Regions from separate parts of the Mus musculus genome. Here regions 1 and 3 are each linked to region 2. A link is a contact called in public HiChIP or PLAC-seq data. All regions are on one chromosome and are shown on one strand. The core of a region is the stretch at or near the end of the contact, and the rest is flanking DNA. Distances in the headings are between cores, read along the strand shown. Region 1 overlaps Zfp462 (zinc finger protein 462). Region 2 overlaps Gm12514 (a long non-coding RNA gene). Region 3 holds the start of Rad23b (RAD23 homolog B, nucleotide excision repair protein).

Evidence for each region. HiChIP or PLAC-seq counts read pairs in DNA pulled down with a chosen protein or histone mark.
Region 1: an H3K27ac HiChIP or PLAC-seq map of embryonic stem cells shows a contact between it and region 2, with 20 read pairs. The contact joins two enhancer-like sites. A contact is called at or near these places in 5 of 484 Hi-C or Micro-C datasets (embryonic stem cells and extraembryonic ectoderm), 6 of 115 datasets of contacts at active chromatin or transcription factors (embryonic stem cells, extraembryonic endoderm stem cells, stem cell-derived neural progenitor cells and 1 more) and 2 of 9 other capture datasets (adipose tissue and pancreatic islet).
Region 3: an RNA polymerase II HiChIP or PLAC-seq map of embryonic stem cells shows a contact between it and region 2, with 14 read pairs. The contact joins the promoter of Rad23b here to the enhancer-like site in region 2. A contact is called at or near these places in 2 of 484 Hi-C or Micro-C datasets (embryonic stem cells and olfactory sensory neurons) and 4 of 115 datasets of contacts at active chromatin or transcription factors (bone marrow-derived macrophages, embryonic stem cells and extraembryonic endoderm stem cells).

Annotation. Positions count from the first base shown.
Region 1 is chr4:55,003,420-55,007,313 of GRCm38.p6, reverse strand. All of the region lies in intron 1 of Zfp462 (zinc finger protein 462), which reads right to left. Among named protein-coding and RNA genes, the nearest start is that of Zfp462, 57 kb to the right of the region's middle. Within about 2 kb of position 2,148, at least 203 of the 459 cell types and tissues checked have an H3K27ac peak or open chromatin away from gene starts, as enhancers often do. A contact at or near this core is called in embryonic stem cells, extraembryonic ectoderm and trophoblast stem cells, where this site is marked.
Region 2 is chr4:55,132,698-55,136,673 of GRCm38.p6, reverse strand. It overlaps Gm12514 (a long non-coding RNA gene), which reads left to right. Exons shown (of 3, transcript XR_881288.2): 2 at 496-566. Among named protein-coding and RNA genes, the nearest start is that of Gm12514, 4.5 kb to the left of the region's middle. Within about 2 kb of position 2,138, at least 20 of the 459 cell types and tissues checked have an H3K27ac peak or open chromatin away from gene starts, as enhancers often do. A contact at or near this core is called in embryonic stem cells, extraembryonic ectoderm and trophoblast stem cells, where this site is marked.
Region 3 is chr4:55,348,347-55,352,008 of GRCm38.p6, reverse strand. Rad23b (RAD23 homolog B, nucleotide excision repair protein) reads right to left here and starts at 1,967. Exons shown (of 10, transcript NM_009011.4): 1 at 1,582-1,967. The coding sequence starts at 1,647.

The DNA of each region.
Region 1 (3,894 bases), core at 899-3,398, 130 kb after region 2:
TGCTTTGATAGATCTTCAAATGCCATCTGTCAAGGAAACATTAATACTTCAAAAGTTGGTACCGTTTTTGAGTGTCTCCACCACATTCAGAATTCTAGATAACTTACTATTGATTCTGACTTCTCCTTAGACTTTTTCTTTTTGAACTAGAGTCTTCTTAGTGGGAAAGAGGACATCCATCTTCATTGAAGGGCAAGAACATTTTAATTTCTTTTATCCATTTCCATATTATTACATGAGTGTTTTAACACCAAATGGTAGAATAGAATTGACTCTTGGAAATGGCTGTGGCTTTTGGTATTGCTTTTATTATTTTAATATCTTTATTGATACTAGGGTTCACATTTTTTCTTTCCCCAAGTAGTGTGGTTTCCCCTCCCCCTCCCAATGAAGTGAGTGGTTATTTGCTCTTTTACTACCTACCAATTAAAACTTAACAGCTTCTCCAGTCTAATTAGGTCATAAAATATTTCTCATGAGATTTCCAAGCAACCAACTTTTAGATGACAATTCAGTTTCTGGTTTAAGATTGTACCTTGGCATGTCCATTTACATGAAGACCACAGAATCTAGTAGTTCTGTAAAGGGGCTCCTGAGTCAGAGCTGTCCCTCTCCATCCCTCTCACTTTTATAACCATGAAATTTAGACTTGGATATAAAACAACAGCAGCCAAAAATCAACCTGTGAACTTGGTGTGGAACAAGGCAGAGCAGAGCTCATCTCCCTTACTCTGTAATTCACTGTGAGACTGAAACCTACGGGAAGCTTCACGCTAGCTCAAGGCAGAGTCTCACCACAAAGTGACGAGAATATTGGGAAGGTGGAGTCCTTCCTAGCTTAGTGTATATCCTGTAAGGAGATACCCAGTTATTATCTCAGTGAATAAGTTACTTCACAGAGAACATCACAAGCCCTACTAAGTCACTGTACTGTAATCTAGAACCAAATGTCTTAAGAATTCAGGTTGCAGCCAGATCTTTTTTAATGGTGCAGTTTTCTATGCCTCTCTTACAAAAGATAATGTGATTTCTGCTGGAGGAACAAAGTCCAGCAATGATGTGTCAGTGGAGTGCAAGAAGCCATGGCAGGAGGATTTTCTATGAAAGAATGCTCCTGCCCGGAGCCTGCTAAAATAAGTACTGGCCAAGTCCAGCTCTGGACAGGGCTTTGCAGAGTGAGACACAGATATTTTACCTCCTCTTCTTTCACCCAACAATTTATCCTATTTCAATAAACATTGAACTGGACACCAGAGTCCTTTCAGCTAACTAAGTCTCAATATTCCAGATACACAAGCTTTTATGTCAGAGCACCAGCCCAAATTGTGTGGAAGAGGTTGCTATCAGCTCTGGATCAAATTACAGCAGTCACTGAGCCCCACCCCACTTCTCCTTTCGCACAGTCCATTAGACCTGAAAACAAATTTTTCCATGGTGCAGACGACTCCTGCATTTAGAACACTTCACAGAAAAAAGCAGATCACCCAATGCGCACTCCCCATCCCCCAAGCTTAGTCCTTTCATCTCAGCCAAGCAAGCCACAGCCCTGCCGAATGTGTTTATCACACTTTCAGGAGATAGGAGCTCCTGCGTCACTGAAGCTCTAAGACTCACTAAGCTGCCCTAGTCCTCTGAGCTGTAGGAGCAGCCATTTTAGCTCAGAGCCTCTCCTCCGTGCACAACATGGCTTCGCTTGGATTTTGCTAGGCTGACAATCACAAGTGAACGCTACGAGGGCAGGCTGGGCTCCTCCTAAGCTCTGCTCTTCCCAACAAAGAATTAACTGTTTTCATTTCTTCTCGAAAAGCAGCACCTTTCTCCTCCTCAAATGTCATTCACCAAAGATCTCCAAAGGTTCTTTTATCCCATGATTGATAGGCTGGTTCGTTAGTCCCAGCAGAGTACTGGTTAAATCAGGACGCCCCTGGACCAGAGCCTGTCCTGCAGCAGGATTTGGGGGTGTCCTGGAGAGGGGACCTCCAGAATGCCTTGGTTTCTTGGGAGTCGTCCTTCCACACACAGAAGACATACCATCCGAGGCTGCTAGCCAGATTCCAAAGTCTAATGACCTTTGTTAATCACCAGCCAGTCTGTCTGCATCAGCAGACCCTGCCAAAAGACACACCCTTCCACACAAAGGCTGTAGCTATTCCTTTTAAAGGAGGTTCTGTGAAAGCTCCATTGTGTAGCTCAGAGGAAAACAAAATCCCTTCCCTTCAAAACCTCAAGCCTTTAGAAATAATGCAACAAAAGGCTTTCTGCTGTGTCTCTTTTGGAGACTTTGAGCCTGGTTTGCACAAAACATCCACAAAAATGGCCCCGCTTGCACAAGGAGAGCAGAGCATTGAGGCAGTCCACCTGGAGATGGAGTCCATCTTCCATACACTTCTCTAATATCTTGGTGTCTTCTGAAACTGTTCTCTATGAAGGATGCTAACCCCATCACATGCAAACACTAACAGTCTCCTTGTTCTGCTACAAAGGAGATTAAAGGGTTATGAGATCAGAAGGAGGAGGGGGAAAGAGCCACTGATTTGGAAAAAGGAGAGATGATGAAAGTGATTTTCTAATGGGTTCTAGCTTTAATGTTGTTGCAGTCTTTACCTCAAAAATAGCTCAGAGCCTTAGAAGAGGTTAATCTCCAGGCAGCTGATACAACCAGTGGCAGGAAGAGCGGAGTGGCCTTCAATTTGATGTCTGTACCAATACTGAAATGGGAATGGAGACTTACTTTGAAAGCCATTTTGTCTTTGTGTACACGGCTCTCCTGAAGACGCTGACGGAAGAAAACAGAAATTGCTGGCATAGCCCAAACAATCCAAGAAACTTGATATATTTATGAGACCACAAAAGTACACACAGGTAATAAGCAAGAGCAGGAAAATAGGGAGTAGAAATGATCCCCACTAAGCAAACTGGACCTCAGGGTGACCCATTCATCTGTCAATCAGAAAGTGTTTCTGGAGCACGGTGTAGTCCTCCAAGAAGCCAAAACACAGGGAGGGAAATAAAAAAAAAAGATGGGGCATTAAACTTGTATGTTTGACTGCTTCATTGACGCAGAGGAGCAACAGTTGTAAAAGGCTAACCTAGAGAGGGTCTGCAGTGAGATTATGATTGAAAGCGAACAGCCTCGTTCTCGTATTTACCTCATTTAATAACACCCGTGATTAGGAGATTTAACCACCTTTTCCTCACAGAATCAGCACAACCAAGAGGACAAATGCAAGTTTCTGAACTGAAAAAGAAATGTTATTTCTAAAGGTCAGGAGATCAATGTAGAAACCAAACAGACATCCTTCCCTCCCACTACCTGTCCCTCCCAGGGCCATAGCTGCAGGTTCCTCAAGGCCAGATATGCTTCCTTCAGGTAAACCCCACTTCTAACACCATGGCTGATGACAGTTGGGAACTGACTAGACTTCACTCTAAACTAACCTTCACCTTAAGTGAGCAGTGCTCTGAACAGGAAACTCTTAAACCATCCTAACTCTTCCTCAAACTATGCTTAATGAAGGGCTTCTTTCCTTCATATTTAAAGTCTATGAGTTCAAAGTATAGTGTTTGCAGGAACAGCTCCCAGGCCCATTGTCTATGTTTAGCAATGGCTTAAAGACATACTTAGAGAGAGTCCACAGTCCATGCTAGAGATCTGAAAACACACCGGCTGAGGAGAGGGGCAGAGTGGGCACAACTGCATGCTCTCACTCTCATCACCAATTTCCACTAAGCTCGTTGCCCACACACTGGTGCTGGGAACTCCAGGGTCCATTGCATCCTGAGTTTCCTTTTGGGGGGAAGAAAGCATCAAAACATGTCTTTGCTGTGTATCCTCGCAAGCTCACGTGACACTGGAGAGGGGAGGTGTTCTTGTCGCTTCACAGCCTTCTCACA
Region 2 (3,976 bases), core at 889-3,388:
TCTTGCAAGATGAAGAAGTTACAGTGGTGTTCTGTCGCCCAAGTTCAGTGCACCACGAAAAGGCAGAGAAAGATAGCGGCGAGGAGAGAGACAAATGATTAGTTATCATCCTGTGAATAGCTAGATAAATATTGACTAAGAGTGCCTAGGAAGAGAAGCATTCGGATCTGCCTGCAAAAATTAGCTCCCCTCCTCCCCTCCCTCCCCCTACTGTTCAGTGGCTCTGCTTCGAGAATCTGACTTCTTTATTTCTCTCTGTGGGAGCTGCCATCTTAATGACTCAGCACAGCGCTCCTCCAGCGGGCGGTCCTGCCTCAGGTGGCAGATCAGGCCTGGGAGAACTGAGGTCTCATTTAAACTAAGTTAGAAATTTCCCAACTTGTTTTAAAATGAAATAGATTTGTAAAAATAACAATAATAATTATTTGACAGTGCTATTATAGCTCCCAGATCGCAATTTAACCTTTAAAGTAGATCCATCCTTTCCTTTTACAGAAGAAGTGAACTTTGTTGGCTCCTGTGTCAGGCATTTCTCACCTGGGCTAAAAGCTTTCTCGGCTCTTGAGGTGAGTCAACAGCCCTGAGGAACTCAGTTCTTCCTAACCTGGACCTTGTTGAAATGTTCATTAAGGTTCACAATTAGCTATTTTCATTCTTAAATGTATTTTTTCATACCTTTAGTCTTTAAGAATGTGCTTAAACATAATGTTGTATATGCGTATATGACATCAGAGTAGAAGTGTTTCTTTAACAAAGGTAGGTCAGGAGACTGGGAGAGGGAATATACATTTGTATGGAAATAATTGGAAAAATACAATTGAAAAAATGTGTATCAAACCCAACTCTCATTGTGGGGGAATGGTTATTTCTTCAGGCTACATGTCAGGTTTTCCAATAGACTTAATGGGATTTTACTTCAATTTTTAAATAGTGGTATGTAGCTTACAGACAATGTAATGCACCAACCATAATAACCCAGCTCACCAGCCTCCTCACCTGGTTATCTATCTGTCACATGCAAGTTGACTGTGACCTACTTCAAAGATGACAGGCCTCTGCTGGGGTGTTGAGGGTTAAGTGAGTTGCTGCTTCTGCTCAACTAGTCTCCTGACTTGCCCCCTTCTCCAGCATCATACCCTAGGACCCCTCCTGTCCCACTCTATCTTCCAGCTATAGTGTTTGTTGCCCTCTTCCCTCATACGGTGAAACTATAATCTTATCTGGAGTTGAGGCCTGAGTGAAGGGATTAATTAGGTGGAGCCCGTAGGAATGGGATGTGTGCCCTTATAGGAAGTGGGCAAACAGCTGTACTCTGCAACCTAGAAGAGGGGCTTGCAGAACTCATGTAAGACTCCGGGGAGCCTAAGCTTACCAGGGTCGCCCTGAGTGAACCACATGGAGCCAGGATCGATGCAAAAAGCAAGAGAAATTTATTGTTCCAGTGCACTGGGGTCATCTCAGACCCGAAGGAGAGGCAGTGACCCCCAGCACCCATTTGGGTAAGTTTTTATATGGTTTTCAGGGGCAGAATAGAGCATCAGCAACTAGGCAAATATGACAGTGCAACCTTTCAACTGATTGGTCTTTAAGGAATGAGGTGACAAGGACTTCCTTTGTCTGAAGGTGCGCAACAGTCAGTCCTGTGGAATGTGTCCCCGCCCGCAGGTTGTTTCCCCCCTGTGGTCTGAAAAATGTTAATTAGCCTCTCCCTTCCGGGAGAGGCAAGTGTTTCTTGACCTTCCCAAAGTTCCTAAACTGACCTTTTCACTCACTGGAATTCTGATCTTGAATTTCCCAGCCACTGTGACTATAAGATGTGACTTTCCATGGCTCATTCTGTTGTTTGTACTTTAGGGTGCACTGTTCCAGTACCCTGTGAGACAATGATTTGCTCAACTTAAAGCTGTTCACCTCTCATACTTTCTACCTCAGGACCACACAAGTGGGACCGGGATCTCCCCTAGCCTCCTGCTCAGAATCCCCTCCAACTGCCTCTCTCCACACACTTTTCAAGCTCCCCCCAATGTCTCTTACCAACCTTGTAGCACTTCTCTTTCATCTTAGAGGATGTGTGTGTGTGTGCTTTATTCACAGATATCACCGCGCACATGTCTCTCAACTTCCTCAAAGACTTGATATATGCTAGGATCAACCAGCTCTCTATTATATTCTTAAGCTCCTCTCTCCAGATGGTCTCTTCAATTGCTGTGTGTACCTAGAACCCTAAGCATGTGGAATTGGCCTCTCAGCCCTCAGGCCTGGCTCCTACTTGCGACAACTTGTGAGGTTCCCTCAAGTAGCCTCTCTGGAAGTAAGCTGGCATTTAGCCATCCTCACTTCATCTTTGATGATTGATACTCTGCCATCTTCCCCTTGCCTGTCCACCGTCCTTATCGTCCCTTTGATGATTGTCTACCATCTTCACCTCTAGCCTTCAATGATTGATTGTCCATCACCTCACATTTGATGATGGTCCACCATCCTTACCTCACCTGTCCATCATCTTCATCTTGCCTTCAATGATTGAATGATAGATTGGGTGTATTCATAGTGAACCTGTATCATTAGGAAGCAGCAGTCTGGGAATTTGGAATTTGAGATATCTTTTGCTCTACCATGGCTAACAATCTGTACTAGGTTGGGAATTGGGACGTGAGATGGGTTAAAGAGAAAGGTTCAAGGGATGGAGAGATGGTTCAGCAGTTAAAAGCACTAGCTTCTCTTTTAAAGAACTGGGGTTCAATTCCCAGCACACACATGGCAGTTATAACTACCTGTAACTCCAGTTCAAGGGGATCTGGATATATATATTCGTATTCACACACACACACACACACACACACATATATACATGCAAGCAGAATTGGTATACATACATACAGAGAGAGAGAGAGAGAGAGAGAGAGGGGAAACTCTAGAGTCTTGGGCTTTTATTTGATGAGAGAGAGGCTCAGCATATGACACAGACATGCAGGAGTGCATAGAGTGTGGGCATGAGGATGGGGGAGCACCTAAGGAAAGGGGTCACATAGGCCTAAGCAGTTGGCATCTCCTACTGTCAAATAAGGATATCTGTCTGCTGATTGTGAGAGATTATCCTTGTGATACTAATATGTGGAATTACTTAAGAAGCAAGTCTTTCTTTGCTATCCATCTGCATTCTGCCCAGCACTCCAGCAGTCTGGTACCTCCGAGTAGAAACAGTATGTCCCCAGATCCTGCAGAGTCAATGAGAAGGAGCGACTGCACATCACCACCAAGAGATCAACATGATCTGTGGATATTATTGCATTAAATCTCTGACTCACAACCCTGCCCTATTCAAAGCAAACCTTGAATAATATTACTGTGAGCATCTGGAAGGAACTCTAAATGGACCTTAGTCCATACAGAAAACACCATCTTAGTGTGCACAGGAGAGATAATGGCCATTTGATACTCACCTGGGAGGCCAATGATGCATGGCTATTGGGCTGAGATTTCCAGGTGCCCTCTTTTTCCAATAGACCGAATCCCAAATCTTCCATGTTCCTGTGAATGTTGTCACTTTCCACCTTTCTGCTCTCACCACCATCCCACCTGTACACCAGGCATATGGTTGTAGTTACTGCTCTCTAAACCCACCAGCTTGTCTCCAGCTTTCAATGCTTTGAGTAAACTACTCCTTCTGTCAGAAGGCTCATCCTCACCTTTGCCCTCCTCCACCTGGTGAAGATCTTTAAGAATAAGTGCACATCTCAAGCCTTGTGTAAACTCTTTGTCATCTACAGGCTGGATTTATTGTTCTTTCCTCTTATCCTTCATGCCCTCAAACAGTAAGACTCTTTATACAAAGACCTAGCTATGTAAGGTTCATCTCTTATTATTTAATCCACACCAAACCTCTAAGAAGATAGTGATCTTATTATGACTAATTTTACTGCTAATGAAAATTTAAAGCTTGAAGAGGCTAACTCAGTGTTTTGTTGGCAATTAA
Region 3 (3,662 bases), core at 718-3,217, 220 kb before region 2:
CACCTGTCTGATATCCCAGCCCTGTACTTTAAGTAGTAGAAGAAAATGGTGGTGCACTCCCTTAATCCCAGCACTCAGGAGGCAGAGGCTGGCTGATCTCTGAGTTTGAGGCCAGCCAGGGCTAGAGTTGAGTTCCAGGACAGCCAGAGATACACAGAGAAACCCTGTCTCAAAAGCCTAAAGAAAAAAAAAAGGGGGGGGGTGAGGAAGAAATTTGATTCTACAGGGCCTCTGTCCACTAATTGTTAACAACTGCTTCTGTGAAGATTGCAGAGCTCTCATGTAAATGTTTTTCTATACTTTCAAGAATTATTGCAGATATCTGGAAATTAAATAACTTCTTATAAAATTATTTTGTGCCACAATTTCAAAAAGGTTGGGAATTCTTGGCTTCTTATTAAAGATTGAAGGAGACTTTAGAATATTAGATGTGATAGGTAAAACAAAACACCATGTCTTCACACAAACATATACTGATTACATAGTAGGCCTTATTTAGAAATCAACTAAATGCCATTTAATCCTCACCATCTCAGCTGGTACAGTTCCCATTTCAGAAAATCAAACAGGGTAGTTTGTCCCGCTGTAGAAAACGAGTTATAGAGCCACAAATAGAATTCGGATCTCGGATCTATTTAATTAACACCACGTCCTGGTTGTTTCAATTACAAACTCAATCAGTCAAAAAAAAAAAAAAAGAAGAAGAAGAAGGAAACCCCCCCACACAAATATGCAGTAATCTATTGACATAGCGTCATAATTCCACGTGAGAAAAAATTTTATTCGCATGACATTTTTTAGATTCCTGACATAAAGTTGTATTAAAGTTAACACAGATCTTTTTACAGGCAAAACCGGAGACCACTGCATTAGAATTTATCACGTGAACTCGTTAAGTGTAGTAGTCGGCTTTTTAACTGTAGAACACCAAGTTTTTATATTTTTCTCCCTCCCTTCAAATACTACTATTCTAGGAGTCCGAGGAGCGTTCAGGTTCCCAAGACGACCGAAAGAACGCATTTAAATCCGGATCTGAAGGTTTCTAATGCAAAATTCTTCACCACCAACGTGGCCTCAGAACGTAATCCACCTGTGGGTGTGGGTTCAGTGGCTGCGAGGGGAAGGATCGTAAAAACTAATCCAAAATAAGACATAAATAAAAGGGCTCCTTCTGAGAGGCCAAAAAATTCATTTTTCCCCCACCATCCCTCCCGGCTGCAGACAAAACTAGGCGCGTTTAAGGCCCACCGTCTTGGGTAACCGGCCCCTTAGACCTCTGCACCTAGCCATGTCGCCGGAGGGTGGTGGCTTCGCCTGGGTCTCCCTCCCTCCCCCACCTGTGCACGTCAGGCCCGGCTCCAGCGCCCAGGCCGCCAGGTCTCCCCTCCCCCTCCGTCCCCACGACCACGCGCTCCGGGCCGCGGCCACCAGCGCCCACGCGGACCGGTGCTGCTCCACGCCATCTGCCCCCGGGCCTTCCTCGTTGTCGGCCACAAAGCCGGCGGTGACCCGACGCCCCTCTGGGGCCCTCCCGCGCCGCCCCGACTCGGGCCCGCGCTCCCCTAACCCGGCGGCGCATACCGTCTCCTCCGGGTCGATGTCGATCTTGAAGGTCTGCTGCTGAAGGGTCTTCAGGGTGACCTGCATGGTGCCTAAGCCGGGGCCTGGCCGCCCCGGGGTGGCCGCGATCCTCGCGCTCTCGGGAGGAAGGCGGTGGGGGTGGGGGGGCTTGTCACATTCGCCCGGAGTCGCACTCACCCCGGGCCCCGCGTCTCCCCTGGCCGCGCCGCCGCTCGCTCCCGCGGCTTTCCCGGTAAGCTCGACCCGCGGTGCTTCCTCACGCGCCAGCCACTGGGCCCGCAGGAGGCGCGAGGGACTCCCCGAGAGACGCAGAGAACCCGCTACCTCACCACAGGATGGTGGCCGCCATCACCGTGACTCGCCGAGACGTGACCCCTCCCCCACCAGAAAAAAACCCGGAGGATGGGGCCAGACTCGGGCGATCTGAGCAGGCGCAGGGTGCGGCGACGCAGTGCGCAGGCGTGAACAGGAACTCCGCCCGGGAATTGGAGGCGGGGCGATGGGTGGGGCTGGAATATCGTGCGGCGCGGCACCGGCGTGCGCAGGCGCACTTCGCAAGCAGAGGCGCTCGCGGAGGCCTGGTCCGCTCCGCGGTCCTGCAGTGGCTCCGCCTACATCCAGGCTCCGCCCAGCGGCGCGAGTTGCGCAACCCGTAGCCGGGGAACGGCTACGTGGAGTCCCGGCTCAGTGGCTGCGGCTCAGCGAGCGCGGAACCTTGAGGGCGGTGGAGCGGGCGGAGCCTTAGTGCAAGGATTGCCGAGGGCCGGCCCAGGAGGGGCGCACATCGCCAGTCGAGCATGTGTAATGCCGGTTGCTTCCCTGATTCTGAGACTGACTTCAGCCATGGACTGCTTGCTTGCCAGTCTTGTGTTCTCTCACCAGCCTTGGGACCTCCCACCTCTAAAGAAAGGCGGATTTAAGAAGGAGGCCTAGTTGTGTCACGCCTTTCCCTCTATCGTTTTGCTTCGTTTAGGTGTTGGTGGTAGATATTAGGCGGTTGCCTCTCCTCACCCCCTTCCCCCGCCCCCCCCCGCCTCACCCCAAGCGCTGCTTTCCTTTGCACGTGGACCCTTTTAATCTTTGCTCAAATGTCGCCTTCTTGAACTCTATCCTGCCTATCCAACTTAAAGTATCTTATTCGGATCTCATTATCCAGCTCCACTTGTCTCAGTAACCATTCATCACCTTCTGGGTACTCTACACTATGTGTATTTAGCGTGTGTGTCTTCTCTTCTTTTTCTGGTCCCCAGGCTGAAGCTACACAGAGGCATGCATTTTGTTTTGCCCACGTTGTGCCCCAAAGCCTACAGAATAAGCCTAGCACATTGTAGGTACAAGGTAAATATTAGAAAAATAGGTAGACGTGCTTCTGGTTCCTTGGCAGTAAGGGTGAGATGTCACTCAGCTAATTGGTGGTTGGAGAGGGTGGGATAATGCATGTAAGTCTTAGAGTCAGGAACACAAAGTTAAGTGCTTGGCTGTAGCTGTATGATTATTTACACAGCGATAAGACCAGAGTGCAGAGGTGTCGGGTAATAAGCACCACAATAGTAAGTGACACTTTAGGTGCTTGTCTGTATGCTGCCTCTTAATAGTGCAGTGACCCCTGTTAGACTTAAAAAGAAGAAAAAGCAGTTACCATCAGACCACAGTGAGGACAATTATGAGCATCCCCCATCTCTGAGCCAGCACCATCAATGATTACAGTATCGCTATTTGGATTTTCATGATTCCAGAAGCTAGGATATAATTTTGTCATGGAACTTTCCCTAACCAAGCCCCCTCTCCACCGACAAGGTATGTCCCTGAACTATGATAAATATCGAATTCTCTGCCGGCTAGGCTGTCTTCCTGTGGAACTAGTCTTAGTCACCAGGTATGCTCAACTTTTGCTCTGAAAAACTGGCAGCTGGGATCTCTCCCTTTAGCTATAGGGTCAGCCAAAGGCAAAGCAGTATTACTGTTTTCAGCGTAACCAGATGCTGGAAAAAAACATGGGCAAAGGTAGCAACTGACTTCCTTATGGGCTTTCCCTTCAAGCCATTTCTCCCCTCACTCATGACATTCCACCTCTTAGGTAC